Linked DNA regions of Drosophila melanogaster: region 2 is linked to region 1. The links are chromatin contacts, called in public Hi-C maps. All regions are on one chromosome and are shown on one strand. Each heading gives the region's core, a stretch centred on a gene start, on an enhancer-like site or on the middle of the called end of the contact. The rest is flanking DNA. Distances are from core to core; before and after follow the strand shown.

Evidence for each region. Hi-C and Micro-C count contacts between places; a contact is called where the count stands out from the background.
Region 2: a contact with region 1 is called in a Hi-C map of the Kc167 cell line, with 2.0 times the contacts expected there. The contact joins the promoter of Mnr here to the promoter of CG15445 in region 1. A contact is called at or near these places in 6 of 107 Hi-C or Micro-C datasets (the D17-c3 cell line, the Kc167 cell line, the S2 cell line and 2 more) and 4 of 6 datasets of contacts at active chromatin or transcription factors (the Kc167 cell line and the S2 cell line).

Annotation. Positions count from the first base shown.
Region 1 is chrX:21,114,687-21,120,499 of dm6, forward strand. It overlaps CG15445, which reads left to right and starts at 2,475. Exons shown (of 5, transcript NM_134592.4): 1 at 2,475-2,718; 2 at 2,777-2,929; 3 at 3,630-4,085; 4 at 4,176-4,976; 5 at 5,093-5,758. The coding sequence starts at 2,810. The coding sequence ends at 5,572. It overlaps unc (uncoordinated), which reads right to left and starts at 2,228. Exons shown (of 7, transcript NM_001298583.1): 1 at 2,030-2,228; 2 at 1,348-1,943; 3 at 770-1,054; 4 at 1-654. The coding sequence starts at 1,657. It also overlaps asRNA:CR44374.
Region 2 is chrX:21,278,241-21,284,053 of dm6, forward strand. It overlaps Mnr (Membrane-bound Notch regulator), which reads right to left and starts at 2,931. Exons shown (of 6, transcript NM_167735.2): 1 at 2,806-2,931; 2 at 942-946.

The DNA.
Region 1 (5,813 bases), core at 1,225-3,724:
ATATCACCTCAACGGGCGGAGCACACGACTTGGCCAAATGGCGGAGATTCTTAATCAGCTGATTAAGCTGCTGCTCCACGGAATGCAGAGATTGCGAGACACGACCGCCCACAAAGACACTTCGGCCATCTGCGCCCAGAATCAGCTCGTGCTCCTCCGTCTGATACAGACCAGTGGTGTCCACCTCGGGACGAGCTTCCACGCAGGCAGAGGGCTCCGTTTGACAGCCGGTGTCTTGCAGAGAGACAGGGACCGGTTGTTCCACCTCCTGCTTAGGCACGGACCTCCTGATCTCCACCAGCGTTCGCATAAGAGCCATCAGCAAGCACTGCGTTTGTCCAGCCAGATCCTCCTCGTAGTGGGCCTCCGCCAGCTTTCCAAATTCCGAATCCGCTAGAGCTTCTTTTTCTCCCAGTATGGCGGCCACGACCTTCTGCAGTTCCTCCGTCTGGAATCGGAACTCCGGCCGACTCCGGAAGTCCGGCAGGTTGCTGCGATGCGGCGTCTCGCTGCAGAAGACCGACAGTGTGAAGTGGCAGTTCTGGGAGTGCAGAAACTCCGCCACCAGAGTGTGCAGCACCATCGCCAGTGGCGAGACGAGCAGTGCGTGGGACTGAGCCATCTGCACACCAGCAGCCTTGCTCAAGAGCTGGCCTGGAACGGGTACATTTATGGTTAGATCGATTAATAAATTAAAAAGGGGGTTTTCAATAAACTTTGAGATGCCAAATAGTAAAATATCTTTCATTAGTTTGATTAGCAAACCCACCGAGTGCCGTATTATTGAAGCAGTGAATGAGCTCCACCCGCAGGTGAGAGTGCATCTCCCGGGCAATCCCCTCCTGGTCCAGCCACTGGCGGAACTTCACCTCGAACTCCTGCTCCGACATCGCGGCCAGTTCCTCGAGCTGTTGCCTCAGCCGTTCCGCCCTGGCATCGGAGTCATCCTGCTCCTCAATCTGATCCTGAGGAATAGGTACGTGCTTTCTGGTAGGCCTTCCTGTGCGGTATCCGTGTGCTCCAACCTCCGGGGGCAATGATGATCCCCGCGTTACTGAACACAAAATGGGATTATCAGTGAATATGAATCGCTATTAAGTTCGTAAAGGTTTATTGTACTGAATATTTTAATTTGAAAAGATTATTTTTCGAACAAATTTGTGTACGTCGGAGTATAAAGATTGCTGGTTTCTTAGAGTTATAATAATAATAATAAAAATAGTTATAATAATAATATTAATAATAAAAATAATTATTATAATAATAATAATAATAGTTATAATAATAATAATACTTATAATAATAATAATAAAAATATTAATATTATTATAAAAATAATAGGCCCACCTCTAGTTATATTTGATGGTCCGCACGGTCCTGGTCTGCCCAGTCCGGTTGCTTGGAGTCGCTCCCTGGACTGCGTCATTCTCCGCCTGGCGGGATCGCCGTCGGTGCTGATCCTTCGATTATGCTGGCGCACCCGCTGTGTCGCCGACGCCGCTGTGGCCCGCTCCTGCTTAATCTGCTCCTCCCGCTCCCGCTTTGCGGCCTCGTGCTTCCGCTCCCGCTCGCAAGGCATGCCGATGCCGCCCACATCCCGCTGCTTCGCCCTGAACGATAACGTTGTCGTGCTCGCCGGCACGTGGCGAACCTTCATGCCGTCCTGAAGGAACTCGAGGCTCGGATGGGATCGAGAGTTGGTCTGCGTATGCTCGGATAGAACCTCTGACCGCCGCTTACATGCGCCGCGTTTGAGTAACTGAACTTTCCAGGTAAAACGAGCACGAGCGCAAGACACTCACCACCAACAGCGAAATGTGACAGGTGCGACGGAGCCTGCCCTGCCACCTGGGAACTGAGTGAAATTGGGGAGGAGGTCAACTCGATCGTCGGGGGTTGGTCCTCCTAAAGGCGTCAGCTGTGTTGCCTATGTGAAGCGTGCTCTAAAAATTAAGTGAAATATATGACAACTGAGTTCTATGAAATGGTATTCTAAGCAAAAGCTTATTTATCATAAGTAATTGCTCACTAATACTTATAACGGCGGCAGTATTTACTGCCGAGCCCATATTAAAACAGCAATACTTCTTGTGGAAGCGTGTATTTGGTGTATTTTTCACAATAATAATATTTTGAATTTTAATTCAAAACAGTTCCGCTTTAAAGTTGGCAGTTGACTATCGATAGATAATTGTCCGCAAAACAGCTGATTGCTAAGTAGTAAGTGCATCAGCCGTACTGACGGTGAAACTGAAATATGAGTTTCTTGCGTTAAATGGTATAGAAATAATATAATATAAATCAACAAGCACAGCTGTGTTTGCCAATGCGTTTTTATAAAAAACCAAATTTGAAGACTTTGACTATTAACGGGCAGAACGTTCATGTCAGTCAGCTTTTGCAAGCGTTTCGCTGTGGCTGACAGATGGCCGAGTGCTGCAAGAGCCGATAGCTATCGAGTTGCAGTTGTTGTGTCAAACGACAAAAAAGACCCAATTGCGGTGATTCCACCAGGCAGAGCTTATCCCATACGAAGACGCAGCACAGTTCACATTAAATAAATTTCCGTAAATAGTTCTTATTTGTCACCCGCCCAAAATTAAAGTCTACTCCACTGCACCCAACCCCGCGATTATCAACGACTGCGCATCGTTCTTTGTTGTTTCGTGTAGAAACACATGTGCAAGGAAGAAGAAGAACCAGAACATCACATCACTCGTAAATAGTAAATATCTAGAGCATGCCCGATCCTTTGTGACGCGTCAGTTTCAGCCAGTTCGCCACAATTTTTGCCAAGTCATCGTCGAAAATGTCACAAAACGACAACCTACTCATCCAGATCCGCGCCCTTCTCCAGTCCGATGGCGAGAAGCTGTGGGAGGAGCCCTACTACTCCGAAGATCTTGGTAGCATCGAGGGAGCACTAGAAGTACGTACTATATGCCCACCACCCCACACCTAAATGCCTTCCAGTCAGTGGTCGGGGAAATGACAAGAATGCCTGAAATACGGTTGGCAATATAGAAATATTATATTCAAAATGCATATATTATATATATATATATATATATATATTATATATTTATTTGTTAGTTCTTTTCACATTTGAAGAAGTAAGAAGCTAGTTTCGACAAGCCGTAACTTATATACACCTTCAGCTAAGTTCATATTATTAACACTTATTTTAGTTTGATTAGTTTGATCATATGATATTATTGTCCAATTAAAAATACTTAAAAAAAAAACAACATGACATTGCACAAACGAATCTTTTAAATTCCTATTATACTTTAATAATTCTGAATTACAAGAGTAACGACAAAGATATTATTTAGTTTCCTTATATAGGTTTTTGATCTGTTTCGCTTCGACTTATTTATAACGCCTAGAATAAAAATAAGATTTTAAACCGATAGATTTGTTGGCGTGTGAAAATGTGATTGCTTTCTTGAATTATTATTTATTTTTCAATAAATAGAGGTTGAGGGATTTTAAAAATAAAGTAAGACCAATAGTAGTCAAAAGAATAGCACATTACCAGCATTCATACTCAGGAACTCAGTAGCTTTGGATTAATATAATATATAATATTTTATTCTATAATAAGATGTGTATCCATTTCATTAAAGAACCTGGCGCAGAAGTACTCCGGCATGTTGGGCATCGATATAGGTCGCTGCAAGTTCTTTTTGACCGAGCTGCAGGAAAATGCTCTCCGTACGCTGGCCGCCCGACGTGAGTTCAGCACCACAGGAATTGCCACGTTGAAGGTTCGCCGCGTTGGCGAGCACAGCGGTGCCACAATGGTGGAAGTGAAGTGCAGCTTGGACATCGTGGGCTCCGAACTCCAGGCATGCATAGCGAAGAAACTGGAAGTGCCGAATGCTGCGCACGTCAAGTGCATCGCTGCCGGCAAAGTGGTGTCCGCCAATGCCACTTTGGCCGACCAGCAGTTGAAGAACAACCAGCAGTTGATTGTCATTGTGGGCGATGGGGATAATTCTGGCGAAGCCCTGTACGAAAGGATCAATCGCATCAAGGCCGATGTGGAGGCGGTGGTGTCCTCGAAGAATAACCTAATAGAGGTGAGTAAATCGGAAGGAAAGTTGCTTAGGTTGTTGTTTAGAAGGTTTTTTAAATCACACCACTTGTTTGTATTTTCGTGTCATGCCCAGATGGAGGATCAGAATGGCAGCCAAGTGTATTTGCCGCCTTCCGAGCATAAAGCCCTGCTCATGGGTTTGGGATTCTGTGAGAAGGCCCGTGCGGCCATGAATCGCAAGCATTTTGAGGAGGCTCTGCTCCTGCTTTTGGAGGCCGACGAGCATTTTTCTACCTGTGGCTCAAAGTTTCTAGAGTCCGTGGATAACTATGCTTTGCTGAACCTCGACATAGTGTGGTGCTATTTTTGCCTGAAGAACGTTACCCAGCTCCCGGATGCTGAGCATCGCTTGGCCCGCTGCAGTCGCAATTTCGGCATCAGCTATGGCGACAATTTGGAGAGGCTGTACTCCTTGAAGGGCAAGGACTGTCCCGAGAGGGCTTTAATTATGCGGCTTAAGTTGCTCCAGGGCGTGATCTTCTTCCACCAGAATCTTCGCAATCAGGCATTTGAGTGCTTCGAAGCGGCTAAAACTCTGCTAAATGAACTAAAGATCAACAACGACCAACTGGCTCTCCTGGTCGATATGGGCTTCGAGCCCTCCGAGGCTCGTATGGCCCTGCGCTCCTGCAAGGGCGGCACCGCCGTCGAACAGGCTGTTCAGTTTATTCACGAGCGTCGTCAGCAGCTCAAGAATGCACGCATGAAATATAAAGCGTCCGAGCGTGCTATGGAGCGCCGCCTGAAGCGCTCCAATTCCAAAGATTGCACCTGGGTGAATCCCCGCAGTGTCTGCAGCCTTGCTGACATGGGATTCGAGAGCGGACTGGCCACTATCGCCTTGCAGCGCTCTAATAATGATATCCTCCAAGCGGTAAGTGTGGCCAAGAATATATTCAATGACATGAATTGATCAGTATGTTTTAACTATAATCTCATGGATGTCACGTGTTTGTAAACTATAAAATAATAGAAATATTTTTTTCTTAGGTGGAACTGCTGCAGACAGAATCGGACGAACTTACTGGTGCTTCGCCATGGTTTCCGGTCACCGTAGACACGACCAAACTGGCTCAGCTTCTGCAACTGGGATTCAACGAGAACGACTCGCGCGTGGCCCTACAGAATGCATCAAATAACATGGAAGAGGCCATCGAGAGTCTGATGTGCGCCATAGAGAGCGAGGAGGAGCTGAAAGCGATTTTAAAGCACGTTGGGCGTTTGGCCGAAAATGGTGGGCAAAATCTTGACGGCCCCTCTACTTCGAACGCCTCCGGGCAGACGCAAGTTGCTTTGCCAGCGCCCATTATCGAAGCTGTTATCAATCATGCTCGCGTCGAGATTGAAACGTACAAGGCCTACGAGCGCTTTAACTCCGACCTCAAACTGAGCGACCTGGAATACCTGGACTTGCCACTTATCCAGGAGGAGAAGATCCTGACTGAGTATTTCAATATGCTGCAGCAGTAGCTTGTATTTGACTTGCCTTTTTTATATCTATACAAAAAAATATAGAAACCCGAAACCGGTTGTCAAGATAACTGTAATCATGACTTGTCTATATTGCAAATCGTAGTCTTATAATGGCACTTAAGTGGCATTCAGCTCCCCTCCCGGCTGCTGTTTGTCCAACTAGGCAAATAGTAAAATATAGAGATTTATAAGTACATGCCTTCTATTGACAACTGCAAAATGTGATTGCGCCGAGCCA
Region 2 (5,813 bases), core at 1,681-4,180, 160 kb after region 1:
AATACGTTTAAAGCTCGAAAGAAAACCTCCGAATACCTGTACACACAATTATCTTCTGTATGTTTTCTGAGCATAACTTTCAATCGCAGCTAATTGTTTGCGTCAGCAAAAACTTTCGGAGATTCCACACAAATTAAATTTCCCCAAGCAAAAAAGTTGCCAATAATTTGCGTGTGGGTCGGGGGATAATCGAATATAACTTAGCCTCATGGAAATTATTTGTTGCGAAAGTTTTGCCCGTTCAGGCAAACTTTGCGACTGGTTTAGCATAATAGCGATATAATTTTTTGCCATTTTTCAACTTCAATATAGAGGCATTTAATTGATTTTGATCGATAGTAGAAGCCTAATTGAATCCGGCCCCGTCTTCCGATGTTTGTGATTATAGACTTGACTTTGATAGATGGCCTAATTGCTAAATTGGTTGTATGAGCTGTAGATTTACTACTTATTCGACGGATAGTTTCAAGAGGTGTTTGCCATAAACATAAATTGTTTTGTTGTTTTGACAAATAGGAAAAATAACTTTCATATAAAATTGGGCACCAGCTTTATCAAGTTTTAAATACTGAATGGAAATAAAATGGAAAAATAATAGTGATTGTGTTGAATATTCAGATACATTTAATATATACATACTTTTTCACGATGCTTTACTCTATTTTCGTTGAAAAAATTCCAAAAAAAAAAAAACATAGCTCTGCAATCCGATAGATTGCTTAATATGTCCAATAAAAGCTCTTGCAAACACGTTATTCCAAGCTAATGTCAAAAATGTTTTCCCTGCCGCATTTCAGTCAGTTTTCCTAAAGTTTTCCTGATTGATTTGTCGGAAAGCACAAGACTTTGCAGCGAAACAAAAGTCGCAGTAAATTAATAAGCCTGCCGCAGACGCGGGGGGCAGTCAGGCCCCCTATGACCAAATGGTAACACATACTGACCTGACCTACTCTCCGGTTGCGAGTTGGAGCACGGGCCCGAGTATGGGATCCAGAACGGGAACGGGAAGAGGAGCGTTGCACAGCGGTGGCAGTGGCGAAAATAGTAACATAAAGAATAAAACACAAAAATATATGTAGAAAAAAATATAGAAAATTTTGTTATAGAAAAAATTGGACTCTGTGTGGTATAGGCTTATAAGTGAGAGCACTTGAGTATACACTGAGAGAAATAAGGCAACTCGCGCCTTGAAGGCAGACAATATCAGCGAGCTCTTAGCAATCATTTTTCACTTGAATTTTTTGAGTTGGCTCCATGATTAGCACTTAACGGCTGCCATCCTGAGTATATTTAAGATTTGCACTTATTTCCGATTAAATGTTCACACTTAGGATAGGAACCGATCTGCGCGCAACGTCTCGAACTCTAATGAATTTCCCGCCGTGTAAAGTGGAGACTGGGAGCCTTTGGAGACCTCGCTGTTTGAAGCCCCTTTGCTGTTCCCCGATCCCCGGCGAGGGTCCTTCATGCTGGGCCCCCGGAACACGCGATATTACTGGGGGGGAATATACACATACATATGTATATGCAGGAGAAGGAGCGGGGTCTACATACTATATGTACATATATTCCGGGGAATGCAAAGGGGTCTAAAACGACGACGGTGGGCATGGCTGACTTTATTCTGACGGACTGTTGCGTGTTTTGGAGCCAACAACTGCGATGTACTCGTTGCCATTGTTGTCGCCGTTGTTGTTGCTGTTGTTTTTGTTACTTTGTTGTTGCGGCTTCCATTTACTTTCTATTGTATTATATTTTATATGCTTTGACAAAGCCCCAAGCCACTTAGACAAACTGCTTCAACTTTCTGCCCGGCTCTTGTTGCTGTTTATTATTGTTATTTAATGTTTATAGTTCGCCGAACAAGACGCGATATGTGGGTGGTTTCAGGCGGCATCACCCCTTCCCTTTCGGAGGCGTTGGGAAAGGGATTATTAGCCATGTATATTAGATGACGTTACACGACCCGGCCTACAAAAGAAACACGAAGAACCTCCGAGGAAATTGCTAGACAAAGTGGAACACTCAACACTGATCATCGCAATTAGTATGTCCCCATTTAAAGCATGGCTCTTGCATTACAGAGTTTAGGTTTAGAATTAAGTGACAAATAATTCAAATGATTTTTCCAGTATAATTAATACACTGAAGACGTCTTCGCATTAATGCGTTCAAGTCTTTTAAACCTCTTTAACTAACGTTTTGCGTTTGGAACGTTAAGAAAATATGTTTGACCATTTTAGATTTTTCAAAAAGAAAATTTAAAAACTTTTCTCCTAACAAGTTCAATGGCATAATTCGGCAATTTAAACACTGAGCCTGTGAGTTGAAAGCGTTTCCGAAATTCTTAAGCGCTTAGCAAAATTTTTTTTTTTTTTAATTGATATCCATCAATAAAATCAGCTAAAAAAAACAACATTCGAATTGCTAATTAGCAAGAGAGAGAAACGAATTAGAAAAGGCAAAGCAGAGATGACGATCACGATCACGATCTCACACACTCGAAAAAAACTATATATGCAAATATGTTTTAATTGAGCACAACAACAATGGCAACAACGTTGGCGGCACAGATTGGATTCACTTTGTTTTTAGCACTTTTTCGCAGAAAAAATGATTTAATGGCACAAAAACGAAAAAAAGAACAACACAATAAAAAAAAATTTCAGTTGTGAGAAAAAATCCCAAATCATTAGCACTTTAATTGTATTTTGGGTTTATTTTCAGTTTTTTTTTTCGTTAGTTTTTCTTTTTTTGTTTTCTTTTGATTCGAAACGCGTTTCGTGAAATCACCGGCTTACGTACGTTTATAATTTGCGTCAAAATCGCTGAGAACTGCGTTCGTTGTGGGAGCTAAAAATTAAACCGTCGGGAGCCCAACTGACACCTTCAGTGCTTCGTTTTGCACTGAGCGCCAACGCAGCGCCAGTGTAGCGCCAAAAACCGGTTCGGCTCCACGTTCAACGGCTCATGGGGACTCGGGCATCTTCGGCAATTTGGCCTTCGTGCCCGCATCGCATCATCTCGCTCTTTCCCTTGCTCCCGTTCAGCCTTCCTCCTACCATACCCTGCCCTCGCCGTTGCACCAACGCGATTTCAATGCCAAGCCAAAGCAGATGTTACCAGCGTGGATTTTGTTGTTTTGATTTTTTGTCGCGCTCGCACGTGCGCGAGTGTGTGCGTTTTTGTTTTGTTGGTGGCAAGTGCAACGCTTTCGAATACCGTGTAACTTCAGATAGCTCTGATAGAATGAATTTAGAACTATAGCGATCAGCCTAATAACTGTAGTGTTTATTTCAGAAGAAATAAATACATATGTACATATGTATGACAGGAACATAGAACTTCAAAAATACACATTTCATAAGCATTGACCAAAACACACGACACAGCAGTGATTTGAAATTTACACTTCCTTCAATAAGTAAACTTACATACCTAACTGATGTAGCAGAATCAATATTCGCTTACCATATTGCGGTTGTAACAGATTATAACTTATCCCATCTTTAGATTTTCAATAGATTCATTCTGAAAGCCAAACAAATAAATTAATTGGTATCAAAGTTCAGAATCACATCACTTCCTGCATACCCTGCATATTTACCACTAACGGCACTTACTCACACCGGAGTAAAAAGAAAAAGAAGGCAAAGAAGAAAAAGCAGAAACGCCAGTTAAAAGAAAGTTGGCAGCGCTATGATTTTAATTGGGAATCGTTTATGGGACAGAGATTTTTCTAATCCAAATGAGTTATTCGGTCATTAGTAAAGCTATTAGGGTTCCCTCCCGCTCATGATGTCTCTCACTCCCACCCTTGATCACTCTGCTGACGGTATCTTTTTTATACCCTATATGAGGGATTCATAAATATGGTTTCCCTTATTTTTTCAGAAGCTTTTAACTTTTGGTTTGCTGGCACGTTAAATATATGTACATACAAATGTATGTACATACATGCATACATTGTGTACAATAAATACCGATCCAGGCTATTCAGCACAATAAACAATACTTTTTTGGTAAGGAACTTTAAGATTCGGTCAGATTTCGCTTCTCTTCCTATTGTAACATTTATGTACATACATATGTATGTATGTACATATATATGTATTTTCAGTTGTTGTTGTTGTCATAAGCAAGGCAGAACGAATTTTTCAAGTTCAACATGTCGCCGCTTATTTTAATTTTAATCACACAACACAAAACATGAGCCGTGGTTATTGCTGTTGTTGTGGCTTTTTGTGTTACATTTTAATGTTATGCGGCCTTTGTTTGTTTGTTTATGCACACAAAACATTTATAAAAGTGCCCCAGGGTGGACTTCAATTGTTCCTAAAATTTAAGGTCATGCGGTGCAGTTTATAGGAAATTATTTAAGGCGAAACTGAATTTCCAACACATGTGCGTTTTGAACAGAAATAATTAATATAAATGATTATCATTTTAATAAAAACAATTAATCATGTACTTGTTTATTAAATAATGCTAATGCATAAATGGCTTTTTCAAACTTTTTTAAATTTGTTTAGGTATTTCCGATCTTTTCCTTTCAAATTCCACCCCAAATGACGCATATTTTATGGGATTTTTTCTGGCTTTTCTTATTTAGACTTTTGGGCCCTTAATGTCCTCTATGAGATATTATGTGCCATGCACACACACTAGCACATATCCAAAGATAACTGTAATGTTGTAATGTAGTCCATTTGCGACAAATATGCGCACCCAAAAAATGCTCCTCGGACAATGGCTGAAATTGTTCGCATATTCATGACCGAATTACCCACATTCGGCTGGCGAGTGAGCGAGAGGAGAGACCCTCCAGTGTGAGCGAGAGGGATGACGAAGGGTGCGCAGGGAGGGCGGATGACTGGACACAGCAGAACAAACAAAACCCATTGGCAAGGCACGCAAATCTCGGCTATGACCAAAATATTTGCCAAAGCTCGTCGAGTCCTAAAAAATCAAAAAGAAAAAAAAAATGTACACCGAACATAAAATCTGCAAGCAACCCTGAACGTTATATGATTTTATAATTTGAAAACATAAATTTTTTTAATTTCCTGATTTGACCATTGCTATATTAAATAGGCGAATATGTAGAAATATTAAAAAAAACATAATCTTAATGATAATGAGTTACGAATTTAAATAATTAATATTATCAATAGCCGAGTCGATCCATGTCCGTCCTCAAAACCGTCACGCCCACAATTTTGAAAATGTTTTGAAATTTTTTTACATTTATATTAGTCTTGTAAATTTCTATCGATTTGCCAAAGAACTTTTTGCCACCCCCACTCTAACGCCCTAAATCCGCCGAACCGGTCACGCCCACACTTTAGAACAATTTTTAAATGTGTTCTCATTTTATTCCCCAATATCTATCGATATCCCAGAAAAATGATGAGTAACGAGTAACAAATGAGTATCTGATATCGGGGAACTCGACTATAGCATTCTCTCTTGTTTTAATACAATATTGTATAATATAAATACATACTTTTAATTTGAAATACAATTTTTTTTGGTTTTGGGACCTAATTCCGTTTGTCATAACCCTTTTTACATCTGAAATGTGCCTATATTTTTGTTGAGTGTGCGAGTGTGTAAAAAAGCGTTGCCAAGAAATCAAAGTGAGTGGGCTTGCCGTCGACAACGGGGGGATGAAACCAGGCCGGATATATTAGCCAAGACAGGACAGGGACAGCATAGTCGTTTCATTTTGCAACCTGCGTCAATGACAACAAATTTCATGTAAGTCCCTCTCCCATAAGATTGGAGGGGATTCACTCCATTCCATTGACGAT